7 separate regions of the Mus musculus genome follow, and regions 2, 3, 4, 5, 6 and 7 are each linked to region 1. Evidence: chromatin contacts called from public HiCAR-type and promoter capture Hi-C data. All regions are on one chromosome and are shown on one strand. Each heading gives the region's core, a stretch centred on a gene start, on an enhancer-like site or on the middle of the called end of the contact. The rest is flanking DNA. Distances are from core to core; before and after follow the strand shown.

Region 1 (3,285 bases), core at 523-3,022:
GTGGTGAAAATAATTCACTATCTCTCACACTTGCTTCTATTTCTGGCATGGTTGAGAGTCCTTGTCTTTGACCCAACAAGAAAACAGAAGGCGCTTTCCTAAGTCTCGGCACCAGGGTAAACAACAATATTGATTCACTGGGGTGACACCATTCCACTTGCAAAAGTCTTCTTGAGAATCCAAATAGCTTCCATACGATTCTGGGGAAAATAACAAAACAAAACACCAAACACCATCAAGCTACATGTGAACACATTCACAATGGCTTTTGAGGATGAAAATATAAATTATCTTTCAAGTCACCTGCCAAGTGCTGACAAAAGGTTTGGATGGCAAGGGAGGGCAGTCTCTCTTGCAGGTTAGAATGATCACTGTCCCTGGTAAATAATACATTTGCATTTTCAGTCTATTTGCCCCTATAACAGAAAAATTAGTGGTCTAGCAATCTCCCTATACCCAAAGAACTCTGCTCACAAATTTCGACAGAATACACATAGAATAGGAAGTATGAAATTTGAGTTAAGGGTCATCTCTAAATGAAATGATCACTATATGTGATGCCACCAATGGTAATACTTACTGGGATATTCTTAGGAGATCTTATTTTATTTATTCAACGGGCTGTTGTATCAGAAGCTGTGTTATGAAGTTTGTAAGCTAAGGGGTAAGTTAATCACCCAAAGTTATGTGGCTGCTAAGTGGCTTGGCAAGGCTTAAACGTTCATTAAGGTCTTAAAATGTAGCTCACTGGTAGAAAGCTTGCCTAGCACGCATGAGGTCCTGGGGTCATCCCTAACAGCACATAATATCAGGCATGGTGGTGCCTACCTGTAATCTCAGCATGAGGAAATAGGAGGATTAAAAGTTCAAGGCCAGCCTGGGATGCATTTGAGACCAGACCTCAAAAACAAACAAACAAACAAACAAACAAAAAAAAAAACAAAAGCTTGGTTAAAAATGACCTGAAAGCTGGGGATACAGTTTAGCTAGAAGTGTACCTAGCAAGCACAAGCAAATTCATGGGCTTTCAGCACTACATAGCCTGGGCACAGTGGTGCAGGCACTCAGAAAGCAGATCAGAAATTAAAGTCATCCTCCAGGTTGGTCTGGATACATGAGATTTGTCCCTTCCCATATGACCTTAGTATACTGTTAGGATGTCTATCATAGTGTACTGCCATATGCCATGCCTATAACTAAAAGCTTCAGTATTTTGACAAGGCTTTACTGTGTTGTTTGAAGTAAATGTAGGCGTCCGTTTTCCATCTGTAATATGTGGTTTAAACTATGAAAAGATTTTTGTGGTAATGGGAACCTAATCCCGGCACTTCTCATGCTATCCAATCCTACCACTGGGTGCATCAGCCCTCACCATGCATTTGACCAGCCCCCTACCCAAGGGCTCCGGCCTCGGCTTAGCGGCCGGTGGACAAGGAGATGAATGACCTGGTGGCCTTTTTGCGCTCATTGGGCAAGAAAGAAGAGCACGAGTCCCGCCGCGGTACCGTCAGGTTTTCTACATCACCCGGGACACTACTGCCCCCTCACCAGCTGCACCTTTCCAGGGCCAGCGTCACCCGAGGCCGGCTTCAGACCCGAACCCCTCACCTCATGCTCTGGTGCAGCTCGGAAATAGGGCGTCGGAGGCTGGTGACGTCATCACTGCTGGCCGCGAAGGCAGCGTAGAGTCCGACCCTGTGGACTCGCACCTCTCTTCCGGGCCCGCGATTTGCTACGAGAGCCCGGAAGGGCCAAGCCCGTAGCTCCGCCTCTGAAGCCGCTCAGCCGGGGCGCTTGGGGTTAGGGGAAGCGGCTCCGTGATTTACTTAGCAGTCGGTCGCGGAGCACCATGCAGGCGTCCCGGCACAGCATCCAAGCGGAGCCAGGCTGGTACGTCTCTGCCCAGCAGCCAGAGGAGGCGGTGGCTGCAGACGAGTGGAGTCCGTTGCTAAGCAACGTAAGTGGGCTTTACTGGCTGCGCTGGGTTCCTGTGCGCTTCGGTATCTTTCAGGGCTTGCAAGAGGAGCCTTGGACTGCAGGGGACTGACCCTGGGGTGGGGCCCGAACCACTGACCCCAGGCGAGTTTGGAATGTGGCAGCAGCATGGAGCACTCAGTCAATAGTGAGAGGCTTGGAACACCAGCGGGATGAGCCTCGGTTTTGTGACTCACCATTGCTTTGTGTCATTGTCGCCTCTGTCTCCTCTAGCCTTGTGAGGTCTTGCAAGAACATCACACGATGTTTCTTTTCTGGATTTAATCATGGGGCCAAGGGAAAGATGAGCTATAGGCACTTTAATACTCAAGTCCCTGTAAGTGAAGATGAGGAGAGGTCTCTGGTAATGTGCACATTGCTCGTCCTTAACCTAAAGCCGGTGTAGTGGGCTGTGTGTGCCCGGGGGCCCCGGAGCCTCTTCGGTCTTGAATGTCCAGCCTAGGAGGGCCTTGGGCATGCTAGAAAAACTCCCTAACTCAGAGCTGCTTTCCAGTCCTGCCACTCCACTTTTTATGAATCCCTGGACTGTAACAGCTGATGGTTTGGTTTATGTTGTCCCTGTAAGATATTCCTGCTAATCGACTTAATTCATTAGGCATATAAACAAAAGGTTAGTTTATTGCGGTCCTCGTACTTGAGGAAGAAGAGTTAGGGACAGAAGTTCCATGCTGACACTGGGATTCTTCAGGAAGCACGTGACTGAGGCCCGTTCCTCCTCTGTCTCCACCCTATCTTGATCTCTTGAAGTCACAAGGCTGTGGCTCCCACTGAAGCCAGCTGGGCCCTGCATGGGAGGAAGTAATTTTCCTGGAAGACTCGTTTCCTTGAGTTGCACCAATAGGTCAGAACGGAGGGAAAGGAACAAGTGTTATGTCCAAATGTGCTTTTCCTTGGGGTAATAACTCCTATGACGGAAAGCAACTTGGGAAGGGAAGGGCTTATTTCATCTTACAGCTACAGTCCGTCTTGAAGGAAAGTCAGGGCAGGAATCTGGAGGCAGAAACTGAAACGGGAGACCCGGAGGAAATATTGACTTGCCCCTACTGGCTTGCTCAGTTTGCTCTCCTTCATCCCCAGGAAGGCCTGCCTGCTCAGGGATGCCCCCACCTAAAACAGGCCGTGTCTTGGCCAGTCTCTTTAGGGCATTCTCCCAATTGAGATCCCCTCTTCTCCAATGAGACTAGCCTGTGTTACATGGGCGAAAGAACTAGCCACGTCCTGGTTAATTAGTGTTCACACGATTCCTCAAGTGTGTAGAATGGCTCAGCACACTTTAACTTCCTTCCTCAG
Region 2 (3,285 bases), core at 510-3,009, 3.0 Mb after region 1:
CAGCTTGTAAGGAGGCAGTTGTCTGAATCCAGCCATCTCAAGGACAACTTCTCCATCTTGTTGGCAGGGTCAAACAACCTAGGAGCGAACACCTACCCCACTTCTCCAAATGTTTTCTTAACTGTCTGTTAACAGGTAAAGAATATAGAAATTGCTGTTTTTCTAAACCAAGGTACATATGTTATAAAAATATATAACCAATCACCTGTCCTGCTCTAGTTAACTACATGCAGCTGATCAGCTCCTTTGTCCCCTTATCACTCTGAGCTCCAGACCTAAAGTTCAGGAGAATGAATTAAGGACCTTGAAGTCAGGTCCCTTGGATTCACCCAGTCTCCAGCGGGTACTCCCTTGCTTAAGCCAAAATGTCAACCAAAATACAATTGGATAACACTGCAGCTCACCCCAGCTCACCCCAGCTCACTTCTCACTTTGTGTTCCCATCCTTTTAAAATGTTGTACAGTATCCTTCCTGGGACATGTTTCAGGTCCTGAACTGGCTGCCTTCCTGAGCGCTCAGAGAATAAAGCTTTCATTTTTAAGCTTCCTGAGTCTGAAATAAGTTTTCTCGGCTTGTACCTCGAACCCAACAGTAAGAATCCAGCCCAGTTCCAGCGGCAGAAAAAGCAAAGTCAAGGCAGTGGCTCTGATGTATTCCTCTACCACCAGGCTCCCGAGGACATGGCCAAACTCATTTCTGCACCAGGGCAAATGGGGAGGGATGCCAGCCTTGCTGGCATCTAGCTGATGAACAAAGTAGTCTCTGCTTCAATACTGATTTGGTCCGCTGAGACCAGAGGATCACTCGTCCTGAACTCTGCTCCCTTCACGCTGATGAAGCCCCACGCTTCTGCTCTGAGGTCCCTCTTAGCTGCTGGGCTGAGCCTGCTTTTGGGCTTCAACCCTGGGAGGATAGCAGGTTTTAGTTATGGAAGGCTGGGTTCAGTAGTAGCGAACTTGTCTCTATGTCAAGGCTGTGGATTGATCGTCCCTGCTGTTACTAGAATTGCGAGCCAGACCCTGGGCTCTGAGAATCTAATAAACCAGGTTAGTCACCATCCTTAATAAGTCGATTAAACAAGTAATGGTAAGATATAGAAAAAGGAGATTTATTCAATACGGCCACATTGGGAAGAGGGACAAAGAGAAGTCTTATCTTCTGAGTTCTAATATGAAACTGAGGTTTAAGTAAAGAGTCAGACTTGATATAGAGTTGAACAGTGAAGGTCGAGGTGTGGACCTGTCCATTACTGTCTTGGCTTCAGTCCTGCAAGGTGATCTCTGAAATCTCTTTCCCCGGAAACAAATTTCTACTCTGGCTGGTGGAAAAGCAATTCCCTGGAGTGCTTCCTCCGCAGATGGCTAACCAGAGGGACACAATTGCCTCGTTAAGGATAGCCTCACTCTTGCTAGGAGGGTAACAGAGAGGCAGTTATCCCAGGTGTTCCCCACCACACTCTGAAAGCTAGGGCCTATGACAACGTGGAAAGCCGCATTGCCTGCTCCAGGTCAGTAGCCGGAATCAGCTTAAGGCCTCCAAGATCCTGCCCGGAGAAGCCAGTACGATCCAAAATCACACTGCTTTGCAGGACTCTGTCGCCGCAACCTAGGTCACGCAAACTTGCTCAGACAGGCCCATTCCTGCCCGGACTCCGCCCAGTTCCACCGCGCCCCCTACACACTATCTCTGATTGGCTAAAAGCGAGGCGGGAAGCTCCCGGCTCATCAGAGGCGGGCTCCACACAGGCTCTTTCCGCAGCCAGTCATTGCCGCCAACCAGTCTTTGGTGACAACCCTCTTGCTGCCTGGGCCCACCGGCTCCCGCAGACGCTCCTGGGCCTCCTCTGTCAGCGGGTCACGACGTCTTTCCGGGTCGCCTGCGCACCTTCGCTGCTGAGCGCGACGCAGGCGCACTAGCTGATTTCTCCCGGGAGGTCCCTGAGCACGTGGGTTGTGCTGTCCTGCGCGCGCGGAGCGACTGGAACCTGATTTTTGCTGGTGTTCACCGTGGGTGGCAGACTAGCAAAGGCCATGGCACCAGCGGGAATCCTGAACGGGAAACTGGTTTCTGCGTAAGTACTTGCCAGTGATAGTGGTGGTGGGCTCAGAGCAGGGCGTGCAGATCCCCAAGCGCCTGGGCTCTGCAGGAGAGGTGCTTAGATGGGGTTTGCGGGAAGAGAGGACATCGACACGGGCTCCTAGAATCTGAAGACTGGTTTCCTGAAGCCAGAGAAACACATGCCCGGCCCAATGTGCAATTGCAATAGACTGCCTGGGGTGGCTGCATTCCTAGGTTTGGCGGCAAGTCCTGACCTGACCTTGTTCTCAAAAGTGTAGCTGCTGGCATCATTCTGCCTAGACACGGGCTACCTGAGGAGTCCAACCTCAGAAACCCAGCATAGCCGCTTGTCTGGCAATTTGGTGGTGATTCGGTTGTGGCAAGATTTGACACGGGTGATTGGTCAAATCAGAGAGAGGGTCTCTTTCTAATTTTTTGTTTGTTTGTTTTCTGACAAAGGGTCTCTCCACGGAGCCCTGGCTGTCCTGCAACTTACTCTGTAGACCATGCTGATCTTGAACTCACAGAGATCCCCTCCTGCCTCTGCCTCCTGAGTGCTGGGATTAATGGCTTGGGCTACCACACCTGGCCTAGAGGGTTTCCTCTAATTCAGCGCATTCCTCATTACACCAAATGCTGTCTTTTTTTCTCTTTCACCCCGCCGGCTTCACTTCCAAGGTATCGCACAGGCAAGGCAAGCGCCGCACCACTCAGCTACTACGCCAGCGCTCGCTTGCTCTACCCTTTAACAGCCTACCTATCCGTCCTGGCGCTAAAGTTACTTTTCAGTTTGGCTCTTGTGTGCTGACCCTATTCCATATTCCGTCAGACCACCTGTTCTGGCCGTGCAGATTTAAATGCTTAACTAGTGGGAATGTTTGCCAAGTGTCGTCCCAGAGAGTAGCACCCTTTTGCTGTTTGGGAGAGAGGGCTGGGAATTGAGCCCCTAAGTGTGGAGCCCGAAAGTGTGCATAACATCTGGGCTACATTCCTTGCTTTTTGTTTAGGGAGTGAGTGTTGGGGACTGCTGAGGAGAGAGAAAGGTCTGTTTTTGTGAACTTGCTGAAGGTTGCTTTTCCGACATTAGGTATCTGGTTATTTATTAACTGCTGGGGCTAGCAGTAAGTGTCCAGTAAACACTTGGTTTTGTCACAAGAGACCTTGAGAGAATGATGGTGAAGCCTACTCTAGAGTAAAGAGAGCTTTTGTTGAAGATTGCGAAAAAA
Region 3 (3,285 bases), core at 351-2,850, 2.8 Mb before region 1:
CATTCAGTAGGAGCAGTGACTCTCTGGCATCTGATCCATCTCAAACTCCTATTTCTCTAATCATTTTCTTAGCCCAGGCCATTCTGGTGACAACTCTACTGTAGATGGGTGTGACCATGAACACGGGGCTCCATCTCCTCTCCGTTCCCAACCTAGAGACAGAGCATCTCATCAGGAAGGGAAGGTCACTGGCATCTTAATCCCTTCCAAGTGCAGGTCACAAGGACATGACATGCACAGTGAAAGCGCTGGGTACAGCAGACTGAGAAATCTCCAGACACCCCCTCAACCTTTTTGTTCAAGTGATAAAGACTATACACCACTAGAAGTCCAGAAAAGTAGATCCTGCTGGTCTACACTGCACCTAGAATAATGACTGAGGCTGCTTGTGCCCAGGAGAGTCAGTTCTGAACTCTCCCCAAAGAAATGACTTTATTAAATAAGAGTATGGAGAAACGGTCAGGCCTAAAGTCACTCCAAAAAAATAAAAAAAGTTTTCCTTAAGTAAGAACAAGATGCCAGTGCATAAGCCACTTAGTTCACCAGAGAGACCTAAGAAAAGAGACAGTGAAGAATCATCCTGGGCTTAAAATAAATTTCAACCACTGACCTCAAAACCATCTGCCAAAATGTATTAGGCTGTGGAACAATGTATGCTCTGAGAATTAAAACAAAACAAAAACAAGTTATCGGTGAGCACTTCATGTAATATTACAGCTGGAAATAAGTGAGGCAAACACATCCCAAAAAGTGATATGGAATGAGCCCTGCTAAAACCACTATCGCCCAGATGACCCACCCAGGGCTGTAATCTCTGAGAAACAGACTTCACTAGAATTGCCTTGCCAACTCACTAAACAATCAAACAACAAGAGGAACAGAAGATGGAGAGCCACAAGGGGAATCAACATCTAGAATTACAGACCCTAAAACCCTAGTTTCCAAGAAGAGATTTTTGAGTTGTGCAAAGACAGGAAAATATAACCCATATACAGGAAAGCAAAGAACAGGCAATAAAAACTACCTCGGAGAGCCAGGGGGTGACAAAGCCTCATTACGAATGTGTTAGAGGAAATTCGGGGACTCATGCTTAAAGAGTTAAAATAAGTCAGTCAACAGGGACAACACAAGATTCAATTAGTAAAGTAGCCAGGACAAAAAGTAGATGCCTGTTTGCCTAGGGCCAGGGTAAAGGGGCTGGTGACCTCCTCCTACATTCGTCTAACTGGTGATATTTTGAAAGGGGAAAGTTCCTGAGAAAACTGTCATAGTGACCTTACTAGGCACTGGTGGGCACGACAGGGTCACTCATCTCTAGAGCATCACCCTGATCCCTCCGCCTACCGCCCCTTCTAGGGCTTTTCGAGGGACCACAGCCGGCAAGCGCCTCTTCAGTCGTGAGCTCCGAGATAGACGCATTTCCCGCTTTCCCTCTCCATCTCCCGCAGGAGGAACAGGGCCCGGACATGCGCACTGAGTTGCTGGCGGGGAGTGGGTGGGGCTCGCGCGCCTGGCTGGCTCCTTGTGCGCATGAGCGGAGCGGCCGCCAGAGCGGAAGTGGAGCTGCGGCGGGGAGGTGGAGCGGGAACGCGCTGAGGCTGGGTGAGCGGCTGACATGGCGCACTTGGGGCGTCTTATGGTTCCCCTGGCAGCTCTGGTCCTGCTGCTCTGGGCGGTCCCTGGGGCCCACGGACGGCGGAATAACGTGCGCGTCCTCACCGATGAGAACTGGACGTCGTTGCTGGAAGGAGAGTGGATGATAGAATTGTGAGTGCGGGGCGCTTGTCTGGGTGGCGGTGGCCTCCGCCGCCCCGTCCCTCAAGCTGGACACCTGACCAGCCCATCTTCCTCGGCCAGGTCTTGAGGTCCCAGCCTTTGCCGCCCCCAGCTCCAGGGTCATTTCCTAACCGGGAATATTACTTTTCTATCTAAGCGTGCACTGAGCCTCGTCGTTGCTAAGCACTGTGGTGCGATTAAAGGATTACGAGCTACATCGAATTCTCTGGAACAGACTAGCGGATTTGAGGGTGGGATTGGGTTGCGATGGAGGTCTTGGCTGTTTCTATAGACTTTTAGTGATCTTTTGTAGACATCCAGACTTTAAGTCTCCAAATTTTTACAAAAGTTGATATTGAACAAAATCTTGCTTTTAACCTGTCATTCGGAAATTGCTATGTTTATTCGGAAATTGGTATTTGTAATGCCTGAATTTTGAGCTCTTTATTTATTTTTATTTTGTGAGTTAGTTTTTTTAAATTGTAAATGCCAAATAAATGGGAATATATTAAAATCTTTATTTTCTTTTTTTTTCTTCTTGCCTACATTCATTTCTTTTGATATGAACCTCATTTTTCCTTGACCGGTGCGTTTGCAATTTAGAGAATGGCTTGAATTGTGATTTACAGGCCTGCGAATGGTATTGCACATGCATTAGTATGATTATTGATAGGCCCTTTAAATACTCCAGTTCATCATTTACTATTCAAACAAAATCACTTATCTTGTGTGATAATTCTACTTCAACAGTGTCCGCCGTCCTGCTGCTGTAGGAAATAAACTACCTTTGGCCTTTGTCTTAGATGATAAATTAGTGGAATGGTTAATTGACAGTGTTCCTGATACGGCATTATTGATGTGGCGAAAGCACCACCATTGAATGGTCATTGTTTACTGACACTACCCAGTATCTTTACATATGTTTTGGGGTGGGTAATTATTCTACATAATTCCTTATAGTAGATAACCACTCCCATCCCCTGCTTTACCGATTGGCCTGTTCAGATGCTGTCATAGTAGCTTTGTTGGGCTTCAAGAGTAAATATATGCAAGCGTTGTTAGCAACCCTTAAGCAAGATTCTGGTGTTTGCCTATGTTGTGATTGTGTTTAGGGCTGTACACTAAGGAAGAGGTGGAAGTGAACATCCTCAAGAGAGAACCTGGGTGAGGTCCATGATACCTGAGTTGTGAAACAAGAAAAAGGAGATTGCAGTAGGGAAGACGTTTAGTGTACTGACAGTTGGCCGTTCACTGAAGTCAGTTTTCAGGAGAGGAACGCTAACCAGTGCTGTTAGTTTTCAGTCACTGTCATGAATAGGCAGGAGTGACATGATATGTAAAATATAGTCAAATATTACAGAAAGATACCTATAAGCTTTCTTTTGTCACACTGTAAATATCCACAAAGGGTATAAAGGGGACCTACAGTAGCATAATGCTGAGATAAAAACATCCATCTGAAATGACAGGGTCCCATGCTTCCCTTTATCTTTGGCTAAAATTTGGGAG
Region 4 (3,285 bases), core at 330-2,829, 2.5 Mb after region 1:
ACCAAACATGGCATATCAAGTTGCAATAAGACTAGGCACCTCCACTTGTATTAAGGCTGAATGAGACAACCCAGTAGGAGAAAAAGTGTCCCAAAAGCAGGCAAAAGAGTCAGAGTCAGCTCCTGCTCCAACTGTTAGGACTCTGACAAGCAGATCACGCTGCAAACTATAAATACATATATATATTCTACAGCATATAATTCATATATAATATGTGATAAATAATATAATTCTATATATTTATTTTGAAATATATATATTTGAAAAAATATTTTTTGAGAAAGTCTTTTGTACCCCATCGTGGTCTCAGACTTGCTATGTGGCTGAGGCAAGCCTTGATTTCCCAATCCTCCTGTCCCCACCTCCTGAGTGTTGGATTACAAGTGGGCACCATCACTTCATGTTTATATGAAGTGCTGAGGATCAAAGCTAGGCAAGCAGGCTACCCACTGAACCACACCTCGAGCTCCGCCCACCAAGCCATTACGGGATGCATAGCAAATAGTCTAAGAACTTGGAAGGTCAGAGTGAACCTAGAATACAAGAAATGCCATGCAGATATAGTACGGCGAAAAAAGACAATAAAGCATGTATTTTCACAGTTTACTTGTGTCACCTCAATACTCGCAGAGAGGAGAGTGTGGATAGAATTAAAACCTACGTTTCCCGGAAACATGGATTAGCTGAACCCACTGTCGTCAAACTTTTAATCTTCGACCCTTACCATTTAATTTGGGCCATCAGTAGCGCACTAAGCAATCCAGATAAGATTCTGCAGCTACACAATATGCATGAGGCGGGACTTGCATGAAGTTAAATTTGATTGCGATAGAAACTCAGGCCACTGCCTCTTTGTGATTTAACAGTGAAGTGATGCGTTGGTGTCTGACTTCAAGAGTCTTAATACTATAACAGCGACTCGAAACGCGAGTGGGAGTCAGGTGATGTCATCCTGAGTTCACAGGATTGAGTAATTTGCTGGAAAATCCAACTGACACCTACAGGACAGATTCCCAGGGACCCACTTTCTCCTGAATGTCGTTGTTTGAGGCGGCTCTCCTCAGCCCATCCTGCAGGCTGGCACGCGCGGGGCGGGGGGGGGGGGGACAGGGAAATAGGGTGGGGGGTGTCACTTATCTGCATTGTTAAATAAGCACCTCCTTATCTTACCTCCGTAGGTGAGGTCGAGGTCTGGGCTTCCTGACACTCTTAAGAAGCCGATGAAAAGTCCATGTTTCTCTAAGGCTCCACCTGGGTTCAAGGACCGGATCGCGGTCGGCTCGCTGATTTGTAGATCTAGGCATCCACCCACCGTGAAGAAGTGAAACCCGCCTGAAAAGTGTTCTAGGAGAGTCGGCCTCCCCTTTGTCTCCAGCTGCGGGTAGGCACGGAGGCGGAGGCTCGTGAACCTGCGTTCGGAGTTAGTTCCTCACTCCCGCCACCTGCAAGGGTCTGTAAGGCGGAGGGAAAGTTGCGGTGGCCGCAGGGAGGCGGCTCCGCCCCCAGTGCGCTGCTCCGGGCGGCGGCGAGCGCGGGACTGGGCGGGCCGGGAGGGCGCGGGGCGTGGTCTGTAGCCTCCAGTCCAGAGCGGAGCGCGCTCGGCTGCGCCGCAAGCCTTCGGCCGCACGGAAGAGCGAGCGGGAGAGCGATCGAGGGGCGCCATCGAGGCAGCGAGGCGAGGGGGGCGCGGAGTAGGTCGGGTCGAACTCCGGCCCTCGCCTCCCGGCCGGGCAGACAACGGTGAGCGCAGCCGCGGGGGGCTCCGCGCCCTAAAGCGCCCTGCGAGAGCGGGAGGGCGGGGAAGAGGCGGGCACGAGCCCTGCGGAGTCCCCAGAGCCCAGCGGGGAGCCCGGGGGGCCCACGGGAGTCTCTGGATGCCCGGCTCCCAGCTGGGCCGTGGGAAACTTCACCCGGGAGGGGACAGCGGGGCGCGCGGGGCGCTGTAAACTTAGCGGCGGGCGGGGCACCCTGGGGATCGCGGCGAGCGCCAGCGATTGGCGTTGGTGTCCCGGGCTTCTTTGTGTCACCTCCGGGCCCGGCCCGCGGGTGCACCCAGCTCGGCCCCGGGACTCCCCACTGTCCCCCTATCCCGGTCCAGGCGGGCGCGCTCGGCTGATTGTTTGCATTCCTCGCGTCACGCCTGGGCGGGAAAGATTTCGAACCGGGTGTTAGAACACTGAAGCCGCGGCGCAGAGATTGCAAAACCACGGGCGGCGGGAGGCTAGCCCCGGGGACCGGAGAACCTGCAGCCGGGGCGCACACTGTGGACAGGACGCGGGACCCTTGCGTTGGAAGAGAAGAGGCGGGCGCGGCGGCCCTGAGTCTCGGCGGGCGGAGAGGGGGCGCTGGGACCGCGGGGATTATAATTCCATTTTGATCGCTTGCGGTCTTTGTTGTCTGTACAATTGCCTTTAGGGTCTGACGGTAGCACCTGGTCCTCCTTACGGTCTCTCTCTTGAGGTCTGAAAAGATGCCCAGTGTGGGAGGGGGCCCGTGGATTGCATCCAGGGCTGCTGGCCACAGGAGCCGCTGCCTGAGATGGAGGTGGAGAAGTCCAGTGTAACACTTGCCTTTGTGGACGCGCCTTATTTCCGAAAGTTGTTTTCCCCTCCCCTAGTGGAAGGGAGCGTCGGGACGGAGTGGCAGCAGGCGCGGTTGTGCACAGGCACCATGTAGTAGCTCGAGGCAAACCGGGGAGGCTCTCAGTAACCGTGGGACTTAACAAATGTTTGAAAAGTTTTATTTGAAGCAACTCCACCTGCTTCCCTAAAAGTTTCCATCCCCCAAAGCTCTTGCTGGAGGTAATTCTGTGGCTGAGCTCGAATGTTCGGGTGGGGGCACAGTTAAGCAGACCTGGCCTCCTCGCAGCTCCCGTTCCAGTAAACGCCATCATGGGAGAAGGAGCATTCGGTTTTTATGGCCTAGGATTTTTGACGTGTTTACACGCTTCAACGCATGACTGGGGCTCCAGTTTTCTTTCTGGAAAATTCTCAAGACTTCCAAAGGCTTTCCCTGCGGTGGCTACTGTGTGGCCTCTGTCCTGCCTGTCAGCTGCCTCCTCCTCTGCAACACCCCCCCCCCCACACACACACACTCGGGGTGGTGGGAACAGGTGTAATACACATAAAGTTTTATTAGTGAAGACGCTGGCGAAGATAAAAATGAGTAAACCTTGGAAGGGTTTTGGTCTTTGCCTACCTAGTTGAGTTAAAAAGCTTCTTCCATTTGGTTTTGTTTGGATACAGGGTCTCTGGTAATCAAGGATAGCCTTGAATTTGTTACATA
Region 5 (3,285 bases), core at 548-3,047, 2.4 Mb after region 1:
GGCAGGTGGATCTGTGAGTTCAAAGCTAGCCTAAATTCTAGGTCAGCCAAAGCTACATAGGTTGAAGCCCTGCCTCAAAAACAACAAGAAAGATACACACATACACACACACAAAACACACAATGTTTTCAGTTCTATTTATAATAAATAGAAGGTGCAGTTCGGTTGATGTGAAAGCCTATAATTCCAGCACTTGAGAGAACACCAAGTTCTCTAAGTTTAAGGCTAGCCTAGTTTACAAAGTGAGCTCTAGGACCACCAGAACCTCACAGAAACCCTGACTCCAAAACCCCAAACCAACCAACCAACCCAAACCAACCAACCCTGAAAGTTGCAGAAAACAGTCAAGATTTTAAACAAAGGTGGACACGAAAGAAACCTCAACAGTCACAGGGGCTGACTTACTTTTGCCCTGTTCTATAAAATCTAAGGTAAAAAGACGAGCTAGACACTTCTCACTTCTGCTCTCTAGATAGTACTGTCCTGACCCCAAGATAGGCGGGTAAGTAGTCAACACAGAGGTATCTCACACTTACATTGTTAACTAGGCTGCATGATTTTGTGGTCTTTAAACAAGAAGCAGAAACAGGTATGGTTGATACCAATAACATAGACTATAAGTCCACATCTTCACTGAATTATCACAACACTGAGAAGCAATTTGGCACGGACCATGCACTTTTTAACAACCTGATGATTGCAAAGCAAAGTTAGGAAGTAGACCTTTAGACTGATGCCTTCCTACCAGTTCATCTTACTTGGATAATAACCAATTAACTGGTTTCCTGGTACACTGTTTAGGATTTTAAAATAATTTCTTTTTTCTTTCCTTTTCTTTTTTTGTTTTTTCAAGACAGGGTTTCTCTGTGTAGCCCTGGCTGTTCTGGAACTCACTCTGTAGACCAGGCTGGCCTCGAACTCAGAAATCCGCCTGCCTCTGCCTCCCAAGTGCTGGGATCAAAGGCGTGTGCCACCACTGCCCGGCTTTAAAACAATTTCAAGTTAGGAAAGAAAACAGGAGCGTTTTACTAGTTGTACTATCTTTAATTTTACATTTGTGGAAGCTGAATTCCCTCAATTTAAGTTGTCAGAGTTAGCCTAAATGAGACATTTCACAAAAATAAGATGCTGCCAGCACTGCCTCTTGGGTGGTTTTCGTTGTGAATTAGGTTTGTGTGTGTGTGTGTGTGTGTGCATGACAAAGTTTTCCCAAGAAGCACTGGTTAGCTGGAAACTCAAAGAGATCCTCTTGCCTCTACCTCCCTCCCAGTCAGTACTGGGATCCCCGGTGTGCTTCACCACACCCGACCAGCACCTAGCTCGGTGGACAGCTGTGTGGCCTAGATGACACCACACACGTAAGGAACTTAGCCTAGTAGCCTGCATCACAGCACATACTGTACGACTTGGCTCCGCGTACCAAATGAAAAAATCTGCTTTTTGATGTGGAAAAAGGCCGGAGCCAGGAGGTGGGTGTGGGATGAGTGAGAGGAAGGGCAGGCAAGAGCGAGCAGGGACCTACCCACCCTTCCTCGAAACTGAAGCAGAGACCTTCGGGTGGCATGGACCCCACATCCTGGCATACAGAGACCCACGCGGTCCCTGCGCATGCACGTGCTCCCTCTCACACCACCCGCTCCCCTTCTGCGCTCCCCGCCCAGGGCTCTCCACGCGCGTGCCACCCAGTGGCCGCCGGTCGAGAGAGCTGCCCGCCCTGCCCAGCAGAAAGTACCTCCGCAGCAAACCCCACACTGGAGCTGGAGAAAACGCACGCTCTGCCCACGGCCGGCTGGAACTCCGCCCTCCGGCTCTGATTGGGTAAAAATATAGAGGAAGCTGAAGCGGATTGGTCCATAGCACAGAGGCCGGACCATAACCAGCGGGCTCTTCTGAAGCGGGAGCCGCGCGCCTTTGCTTGCTACCTTCCGATTGGACGAGGGCAGAAGGTCTGCGCATGCGTAACTCGGTCTACGGACCACGCCATACAACACCTCCCTCTAGGTCAGGTTAACGGAAGTCCCTGGGACCCAGCTTCCTGGACGTGTGGCCAATAAAAGGCAAGATCGTCACCGATTCCGCCTTTTCATGCGGATGTGGCTTTGCAGTTTCTTCCAGCACTTCTTCCGCTTCCTCGGACTCGGGTGTAAAGTTATTTCGCGGACCAGAGGAGTGGGGCTGAGGCAGGATTTCGTGGATCTGAAATAACCACACGTGATCACAAAGCCTAGCTATACAGGCGGGTTTGAACGAGCAGTATCCGGCCTTCACTCCAGCATGGCTATGACTCAAGGTTGACAGGAGCGCAATTACAAAATCTGGAGGTAGTTTTGCCTCGGCCCCAGGTAACTCTGGGAATTGAAGTCCATAATGGTCAGGTCCTGTCTCATCTGTCCTATTTTGATGTTGCTTTTAAACTTTAGTTTGATACAGGGCTGATGTTCCAACTGTAGTGGAGACATGACATCTGGCCCTACCAATAGGGGAATGAGCTCTGTCCTTGAACACCAAGAAGCCCTGAATCTAGTTTAGGTGGACTCTACCCTCTTTTCATTATAGATGAATACCTGTGGTATAACAACCATGAGACCGCGTTTTCCAGTGTAAACAATTCAGAAAATACGTACTTGGTTAAGCGATAATGCAAACAAGCCAGATTGTCCCTGGAAATACATTCGGCTGGGACTCGTGAAATTAACGTGCTGTGTATACCCACAGGAATCTGAATAAGGGGAACTAACTAGGGGATATATCTTGGTGCTGTTAAAAGGTATCCTTCCCCTGGAAATCCCCCCAAGGTGAGTTTAGGTTGGTCCCATTTACAGCTAGTAGAGTTGGAGATAGAGATTATTGTTTGATTAGTTGCAGTTTCTAATTAATATCGGTCTTGGTGTCATGGCATAGCCAGGAGTCCTGACCTACAGTGGGTTAAGAATGGTTAGGGAACTGACATACTCTTTTCATATCCTGAACACTGAGATGCTGGCTTCCACTGCCTTCTGGACCTTTATCTATGAAGTTACTAAAGGGAATTCCTGGGGGAAATTGGAGTTGGGAGCTTGCCATCCTAGGGGGCTTGTAACCTGACCCCCCGGGGTTTTGGTCTTTGCCATGCCCTGATCTTTATATCACAGGTAGTGATGGTTCTTATTTTAGGACTATGAAGGGATCCGTGTAACCCGGAGAGGACTCAGTTTTGCTATCCAACCAAGAACAATGGCTTTCGGGGAAGGGGCATCAACTGCAGCCATAGTGCTGGACCCAGGGATGCGCTTCTCCCCAGGAGCA
Region 6 (3,285 bases), core at 515-3,014, 2.3 Mb after region 1:
AGTCCCAAGCATTGAGCTTAGACTCCTTCACCAAACTAAACAGACGCCAGTACCATTCAGGTGCTACTGAGGCTCCATGCAAGATTAATGGCAGACAAGATCGACAGAATGCATATGATGCAGTGCTCAGGCTCAGTTCCTCAAGTGTCATACCGACACCTAAGACAAATGCTTTTTTTTAACTTCCACAAAGAGTAAGATAGCTGCCTTCCCAATGTGTTATGATTAAACAGTCATCTGCATTACCTGGATTCAACTAAAATAGCATAGACTTTGGAGAGGGGAGGACAATATTAAGGTTAATTTGGGATTTTGAGGACTTCGTGATTCTTTCATTAGAAAGTTATTTTCTTTTAACTCTAATTTGGCTTGAAATATAATGTGACATATAAAAAACGGAATAATAAATTATAAATACTATCGAAAATGTCAGACCTCAGCAAGAAGTTCCACATCGCACTGGTATGCTGTAAATTTAGGGACGAATATTACAATTTCATCTGGGAATTATTTAGATTTCACTCTAACCCTAGCAACACAGATTTCTGTAAGCCTCGTTCCCCCCATCCCTCATTCTGTCTCTATTTCTCTTCTCTCATCTCTAACGATGATCTATAGGCAGCTTTCTTTTTCATCATTTGCCTCTTATGCGCGCAGCTCTGAATAAAATGTCAAGGATCTCAACTCAAAGCATTGCAGAAATGATGGTAACAGCGGGGTCCCTGCAAAGCCCAGGGAAACAGGTTTCACCTGGGCCACTGCACCCAAAGCGTTAGCATTCTCTAAAGAGCACACTACTGGGGCTTTTCCAAGGGGGAGGTATGAAAACAGGGAAGTGGCCTGTTTGTCTGCAGGTATGTTCACATAAACCCCAAGCCCTGGAGAAGCTGCGCGGCCACGGAATCTTCCTCCCTGCTCCCCCGCCCCCGCCGGGGGGGGGGCAAGAAAACGCCTCAAAAGAGGGAGGAAAAGGAGCCGGCGAGGCCGAGGAGAAGAGAGGTGCTGGCCTCCAAAGCCTCTGCAGGTAGATCAGACAAGTGGGCCGGGCGCTTGCTCCCGCTCCCCCCACCCCGCCGCACCCCTCAGCTGCCTGGGCCCGGCCTTCCCGAGCCCGCCGCTCCGCGGGTTCCCCGGGAGGCAAGCCGCGGGACCCGAAGCTGAAGTTACCTTGAAGCTCCTGGGAAAGAATCGGAAGATGATCTGTGGCTGCGCGGAGTGGGCTGCGAGCTAGGGGCCGCGGCGGGGGCGGGCGACGGCCCGGGACGCACGGGGGGAGGTCCAGGCAGCGGCGGAGAGCCCCGGGCTACTACGGCCGTCCGGGGCGACGTCCCTCCGGTTCCGCGGTAGCGGCAGTGTTTCTAGGCCTCTCGGCTGGCCCCTAACCTCAGCGCTCCGGCAGTGGCAGCGGCGGCCTCACGAGCCTCCCCCGCGGGCCCGTCCCATCAAATCGGCACCGACCCGGTTGCGGCGCGGCCGGTGGCTCTTCGTTCACATTCCCGGCGGGCGGCGCCTCTGCTCGTTGCACCGGACCCGGCGGCGGTGGTGGCGGCGGCGGCGGCGGCGGCGACGCGGGGAGGGGGAGGAGGGAGGAAGCCTGGATTTGCAGCGGCAGCAAGCGCGGGAGTCGGGAGGAAGAGTTGGAGCCGCCTGAGCCGCCGCTGCCAGAGCCGCCGTTCGCTACCCGCGCAGGGTCCCCGTCAATGCCCCTTTCTCTCTCCTATTGTCAATATCACCGGGCGGCTGAGTCCATGGCACAGGCGCAACCGAACCTCCTGGCTAGCAGAGCCCGCCTCCGACGCCCGCCCACTGGAGACTTCAAACGGGAAGCGAGACTTCATTGGCCGGCGCGCGCCTTCACTCCCAGGCCAGCACGTTCGGCTGAGAGCTGGTCGGGGATTGGCGGCGCGGGGGGGCGGGGAAACAGGAGGGTGTGAAGGGACGGGGCCCTCGATTGGGCGAGGCGCGGGGGACCCGGATGCTACCGTGAGCTCGGGCGACCGGGCCGCCGTTTCCGCCAGGGCGCCTGAAGTGGGGGTACTGCGGCGTCTGCTAGGCCTGAGGAGAGCTCGGCGGGCGCGCCCGAGACTGGAGCTTCCGCCAGGCGGAACCCTGTGGACCGCGAGCGTCTTCACCCGGGTATCCGAAGGCCACAGGGCGGCCGTCCTGGTGCCTCACGGTTCAGCCCGCAAGCCCCACTCCGCACGGAACCCACGGCCCCCTGAGCCCTGTGTAAACGCGGCCATGGAAGCCGGCAGAAAAATACCCCAGTGGCTGTCCTTCGCTCAACTCGTGGGAGGCCTGGCCACCGGTTGGACTCTCACCTGGTCCCCCCAAAAGCCAGTTCTGAATATCAGCTCTCTGATGCCCCTGCCAGGCTCGGCGGGGGCCCGCGCTCCGGGAGTTAATGCAGATGGCAACTCTGCAGTCTCCCATTCAGAATACCCGCATTCGCCCTTTCAGGACTCCGAAATACCCAGCCCCCAACTCGACAGATTTTAATTGATAGTTTGAGTCTGAGTTTAAACAGAAGACTTACCTCTATCTAGAACGAGGACGAAAATACATACATGTTTTTGCATCATTGGTGAACCCTAGGCCAAATGGTACGTTTCCAAAGAATATTCTTAGACCATCAATCAATTTGAATGCAGGCTACGTACAATAGTTAAAAGAAGAAAAAAATACTAACTACAAAGATCAAACTACCAGCTGCTCAAAATTTGGAAATCTGGGAGGGGAAATACAGGAGAAATAATATTATAATCCATAAACCCAAAATAACCAGTCATTTTGATGTAGTTTTAGTATTATATTTCATATATGTATATACACACAAGTATATATATATATATGTATATATATATGTATGTATACATACATACACACATGTATGTATATTCTTTTTCAAACTCAAAATGCTTCATCCTGTAGCCGAGTTTTTCCTCTCAGTATCATGTCATGTTCTGTACAGTTAAGGAATATACATTTATAAAGCTCTCTGTATCATACCCACAAGTGCTAACCATGCGTTTGCGTTTCTGGTTTGTTGCAAATTTCTATCCTGTTGGGTAGAAAAATAATTCTGTACTATGAAAGAGAATGTTACTGCCCTGAACTGAAATGGGAAAGATGGCTTATACGAAAGCAGACCCCAGAAGACTGGCTGCTGACTGACTGACTGAGTGGCCATTTTTACCCTAATAAAGTTCATTGCCCCATGCTGCAGAATTATATGGAATTCCAGTCTGGTTCCTGGCTTCAAGTAACTTATATTTCCATACTTCA
Region 7 (3,285 bases), core at 575-3,074, 2.3 Mb before region 1:
CTTCCTGCCTAAATACTCACTAATCAGACCTTTCTCAAGAGACTTTTAAATCAGAGTGGTGAACAAAATCAAGAAAATGTTAAGATTCTGACTTAAGACACTGAGTGTTAAAAAGTCTAAGAATCAAAGCTGGGTGGGCATGGTGTGCTGTGGAGCTGAAGCAGGGACGGCAGTTCAAGGTCATGAGCTTGGACTACCAAAATCCTGTCTCCAAAAACCAGAGTCCAGAAAGGAGGAGCCCAGAATGGGTGAGCTTGAATATTAGGGATGCTTTTTATCTGTGGCTTTCTCTAGGGTATAACATCAGGAAGCTAATTAAACCGACTCATTTGAAAGCTTGAACTAACAAAACATCTTCAACAACCAGTCACGTAGCCTAGTATTTGGCTCTAGTCTACAGAAAATCTCAGCACACACCTGTCCCAAGTCACAAGATTTCAAAAGACACAGGACTCACCTCTGTGATACTTTGGGTTGTCATGGAGGTGTCTGTTGTCTTCAGCACAACTCTAGAAAAACAAACAAAAATCCTCAACTGTTTACTCAACCATTTTCTAGTTTTGTGCATCACCAAAACTAAGCAGATTTTAAAAAGATAGACATGACTTAGTAAAACTACCAAAATACACTTCACAATCTTAACAAATTTTGAAAAAACAAAAACAACAAATATTAACTAGTTGATATGGCGTTAGTTCAGACGTACTCAACTGTGCAATTTACTGGGGTTAACATTTCACATTTTAATTTAGGGCATAAGCTGTTGCCCAATTGTTAAGTTTTGTGTCATTTAACAAGACAATGTGCTGACGACAGAATCCATGTCTATCTGGTCCAGAAAACCCTTTCATCTAAGAAACTGTCGTTCCTTCCTGAAGCATTAATACTTTCTTCGAAAAAATAGTATAGTATTCGCCTCATGCAGTGACAAGAGTCGCTTGTCTAAGGTCATAGTGGCAGCAGCGTCTGTCCTGGCAGGCACATTCCTCAGCATTCCGAAAGCCGGGGCTTCCACGTTTCCTCCAAGCTTCACAGTTGGAGGAAATAACTCTTCTTCCCCACGCAAGACGTTTCTAGAAACCACACCTCCTCCGTCTTTTACCAAGGTGGCTGCCACCTTGGGCCCCTGGTGTCTGCAGACCGCAACCCAGCTTCCGAAATGCAATGTCAAAGGGAGACAGAGCTATGCCGGGAGGAAGGGGGGGGGGTGTCAGTAAAATCCCGCCATCCCGAGTGAAGGGGCGCAAAGGGCCGCTTACTCACCTACACGTGCGCCCCCGACCTCGCCCCCTTCCTCCACGCCCCCCCAGCCACGCTCCGCCGCCGGCGGACAGCGGCTCCCATGGCCGCCCTCGCTTCCGGTGCTCCCAGCGCTGCGCCACCCCCGAGGCCACCCGACACCGGGAGCCTCCGACAGACCTCTCGGACGACTCCGTGACTCCTCCACCCTTCGCTAGGCGTTGTCCTGGAGGGAAGGGTAAGCCGGTGCCACACTGAAATAAACCTACCCGAGAGAGTCCGCGTCCTTCCCTCCAGACACAGAAAATGGGATAGAGCTGCGGGCTGCTGCTGCCGGGACAAAATGGCGCCGGGGAACCGGTTAGGCGCAGGCGCCTGGGGAAGAGCCGGCTCCGCCCCCGTGAAAAACCCTGGCTGCAGTTCTGGATTCCGTTTCCATGGGACACGCCACCGCCCAATCCTCGTGCGGAACTGCTCTTCCTGACCCCTTGTTCTCCAATCAGTGTTCAGTCAAGCACATCCGGAGTCGGCTCCTCCAATCAAATTTTTGGGCTCTCTTACTCAATCCTCTATCCTCCAATAACGTGCGTGTTCGGATACAGCCAATCAGAAGTGGAAGCTATCCTACCTGCTGTTTTCCGCACCAATCATGGAAGTTTCCCAGCTACATCCAATGAGAAAGGCAGACAGCGAGCTCCAATCCGAAGCTATTCGGCGTCATGAGCAGCCAATAGGAGTTCGTGTAGAAGCGAGTCTGCTCAACAGCTTGTTATTTGGTGGATTGTGGCAGTAAATCGGGGCGAGTGGGGGAACCCGGCGCAGGAACTGCCGCTGCGGCCGGGAGCGGTGCTGCCCGGACGGGGACCCACGGCGATCAGTGGGGCGGCAGACTGGAGAGCTGACAGCGCTCTGCACCCGCAGTAGGTAGGTAGTCAGCGGGGGCCGCTGAATGGGCAAAGCGGCGGGAGCAGCTGCTGCCGCGATGGGGTCCCGGTGCAGTTGGGAGCTCCGCAGGCTGAGAGGGGGATGCAGGGCGGGCTGTGCCCGGGGCGCCGGGCAGCGATCGGGTCCTGGAGTCGCGGCGGCAACTGCGGGCACGACCGCCTCCGCCGCCTCCCCGGGAAAATGGCTGTGGGGCTGGCCGCGCCGCTAAGTTTGCTTTGGAGGAGCGGGCTGCCGGGAGAACCGGCCCCCAACTCTGCTGTGCTTCTTTGGCGAGGACCCGCTGCTGGACCGCGGAGATCGGGGTGCCCGCGCCTCTCCGGGCTGTACAAAAAGTTGAGGCGGGCGCGGGAGGAGACGGCCGCTGCGGCGGTGCGGCTCGCTCCCCTCCCACACCCTGTCCTGCCGCCTCCCCGCCCCGCGCCTCCCCCGCCGGGTCCCCCCGCGCCGGCCGCCGCCGCAGGCCGCCGCCCCTGCCCCCCGGGTGAAGGAGCGCTTCTCCTTCCTGACATGGTGCAGAGCGGAGGCAGGAGAGCAATGGCGCCGTGACACTCCGTTGCCGCCGCCGCGGGCCGGGCCGGGGCGGGCCAAGGGGGCCGAGCGGCGGAGGCGGGGCGCGCGCTAGAGTCGGGGCCCGGCGGGGCGCGGACCCGGGAGGCCGGGGCGCAGGGGGCTGCGAGTGGCCGACGAGGCGGGGGCGCGGTGGGCCGGCCGGCCGGGCAGGGGCGGGACGCGCTGCCCTTTGGCGCGCGTGGGGCTCACTGCCCGCCAGGCTTTGGCTGCCCGACGGGGGTCTGTCCCGGGGGCCGCGGAGCTCGGCCCCTCCCCGCCTGCATTTGTTTACTTTCTTTCCGGGTCTCACCCCGCCTTGGACTGATCCTCTGCCTCTCTTTTCCCTGCTTTGGCTCTAGCGCCCGGGAAGAGAACTCGAGGAAGCTGGAACCCCACAGGTCACCAGTCAAGATGAAGGTAAGTGGAGCCAACTCTTCTTCTTAGCCTTGTGCCCCGGACGCTGCCAGTCCGGAGGCTGCAGTTGTGGAATGGCAGCTTTTTGTTACTTAGAATTGATTTCTTTACTAAGAAGCACTTTAAGGAAAATGACAT

The links. Promoter capture Hi-C pulls out the DNA fragments that hold promoters and counts their contacts. HiCAR-type assays count read pairs that join an accessible place to other places.
Region 2: a HiCAR-type map of astrocytes shows a contact between it and region 1, with 4 times the contacts expected there. The contact joins the promoter of Mthfd1 here to the promoter of Slc38a6 in region 1. A contact is called at or near these places in 1 of 39 promoter capture datasets (cranial neural crest) and 1 of 115 datasets of contacts at active chromatin or transcription factors (astrocytes).
Region 3: a contact with region 1 is called in a promoter capture Hi-C map of pre-B cells, with 4 times the contacts expected there. The contact joins the promoter of Tmx1 here to the promoter of Slc38a6 in region 1. A contact is called at or near these places in 2 of 39 promoter capture datasets (liver and pre-B cells).
Region 4: a contact with region 1 is called in a promoter capture Hi-C map of pre-B cells, with 2.9 times the contacts expected there. The contact joins the promoter of Syne2 here to the promoter of Slc38a6 in region 1. A contact is called at or near these places in 3 of 39 promoter capture datasets (cranial neural crest, pre-B cells and stem cell-derived epiblast-like cells) and 1 of 115 datasets of contacts at active chromatin or transcription factors (large pre-B cells).
Region 5: a promoter capture Hi-C map of pre-B cells shows a contact between it and region 1, with 3 times the contacts expected there. The contact joins the promoter of Wdr89 here to the promoter of Slc38a6 in region 1. A contact is called at or near these places in 8 of 39 promoter capture datasets (the 3T3-L1 cell line, the C10 cell line, embryonic stem cells and 4 more) and 1 of 115 datasets of contacts at active chromatin or transcription factors (astrocytes).
Region 6: a promoter capture Hi-C map of pre-B cells shows a contact between it and region 1, with 3 times the contacts expected there. The contact joins the promoter of Ppp2r5e here to the promoter of Slc38a6 in region 1.
Region 7: a promoter capture Hi-C map of pre-B cells shows a contact between it and region 1, with 2.8 times the contacts expected there. The contact joins the promoter of 3110056K07Rik here to the promoter of Slc38a6 in region 1. A contact is called at or near these places in 2 of 39 promoter capture datasets (liver and pre-B cells).

Annotation. Positions count from the first base shown.
Region 1 is chr12:73,285,076-73,288,360 of GRCm38.p6, forward strand. Slc38a6 (solute carrier family 38, member 6) reads left to right here and starts at 1,773. Exons shown (of 16, transcript NM_001037717.3): 1 at 1,773-1,957. The coding sequence starts at 1,850. It overlaps Trmt5 (TRM5 tRNA methyltransferase 5), which reads right to left and starts at 1,636. Exons shown (of 5, transcript NM_029580.3): 1 at 1,609-1,636; 2 at 1-200. The coding sequence starts at 1,613.
Region 2 is chr12:76,253,473-76,256,757 of GRCm38.p6, forward strand. It overlaps Mthfd1 (methylenetetrahydrofolate dehydrogenase (NADP+ dependent), methenyltetrahydrofolate cyclohydrolase, formyltetrahydrofolate synthase), which reads left to right and starts at 1,760. Exons shown (of 28, transcript NM_138745.2): 1 at 1,760-2,072. The coding sequence starts at 2,032.
Region 3 is chr12:70,451,554-70,454,838 of GRCm38.p6, forward strand. Tmx1 (thioredoxin-related transmembrane protein 1) reads left to right here and starts at 1,601. Exons shown (of 8, transcript NM_028339.1): 1 at 1,601-1,767. The coding sequence starts at 1,616.
Region 4 is chr12:75,816,739-75,820,023 of GRCm38.p6, forward strand. Syne2 (spectrin repeat containing, nuclear envelope 2) reads left to right here and starts at 1,580. Exons shown (of 116, transcript NM_001005510.2): 1 at 1,580-1,740. It overlaps Gm40447 (collagen alpha-1(II) chain-like), which reads right to left and starts at 2,890. Exons shown (of 7, transcript XM_011244246.1): 1 at 2,759-2,890; 2 at 1,171-2,613. The coding sequence starts at 2,890. The coding sequence ends at 1,345.
Region 5 is chr12:75,667,740-75,671,024 of GRCm38.p6, forward strand. It overlaps Wdr89 (WD repeat domain 89), which reads right to left and starts at 1,798. Exons shown (of 2, transcript NM_028203.1): 1 at 1,733-1,798. It overlaps Gm34717 (a long non-coding RNA gene), which reads left to right and starts at 1,986. Exons shown (of 3, transcript XR_381697.2): 1 at 1,986-2,342.
Region 6 is chr12:75,594,468-75,597,752 of GRCm38.p6, forward strand. It overlaps Ppp2r5e (protein phosphatase 2, regulatory subunit B', epsilon), which reads right to left and starts at 1,765. Exons shown (of 14, transcript NM_012024.3): 1 at 1,168-1,765.
Region 7 is chr12:71,013,999-71,017,283 of GRCm38.p6, forward strand. 3110056K07Rik (RIKEN cDNA 3110056K07 gene) reads right to left here and starts at 1,825. Exons shown (of 4, transcript NR_045055.1): 1 at 1,509-1,825; 2 at 458-509. It overlaps Arid4a (AT rich interactive domain 4A (RBP1-like)), which reads left to right and starts at 1,969. Exons shown (of 24, transcript NM_001081195.1): 1 at 1,969-2,163; 2 at 3,093-3,150. The coding sequence starts at 3,145.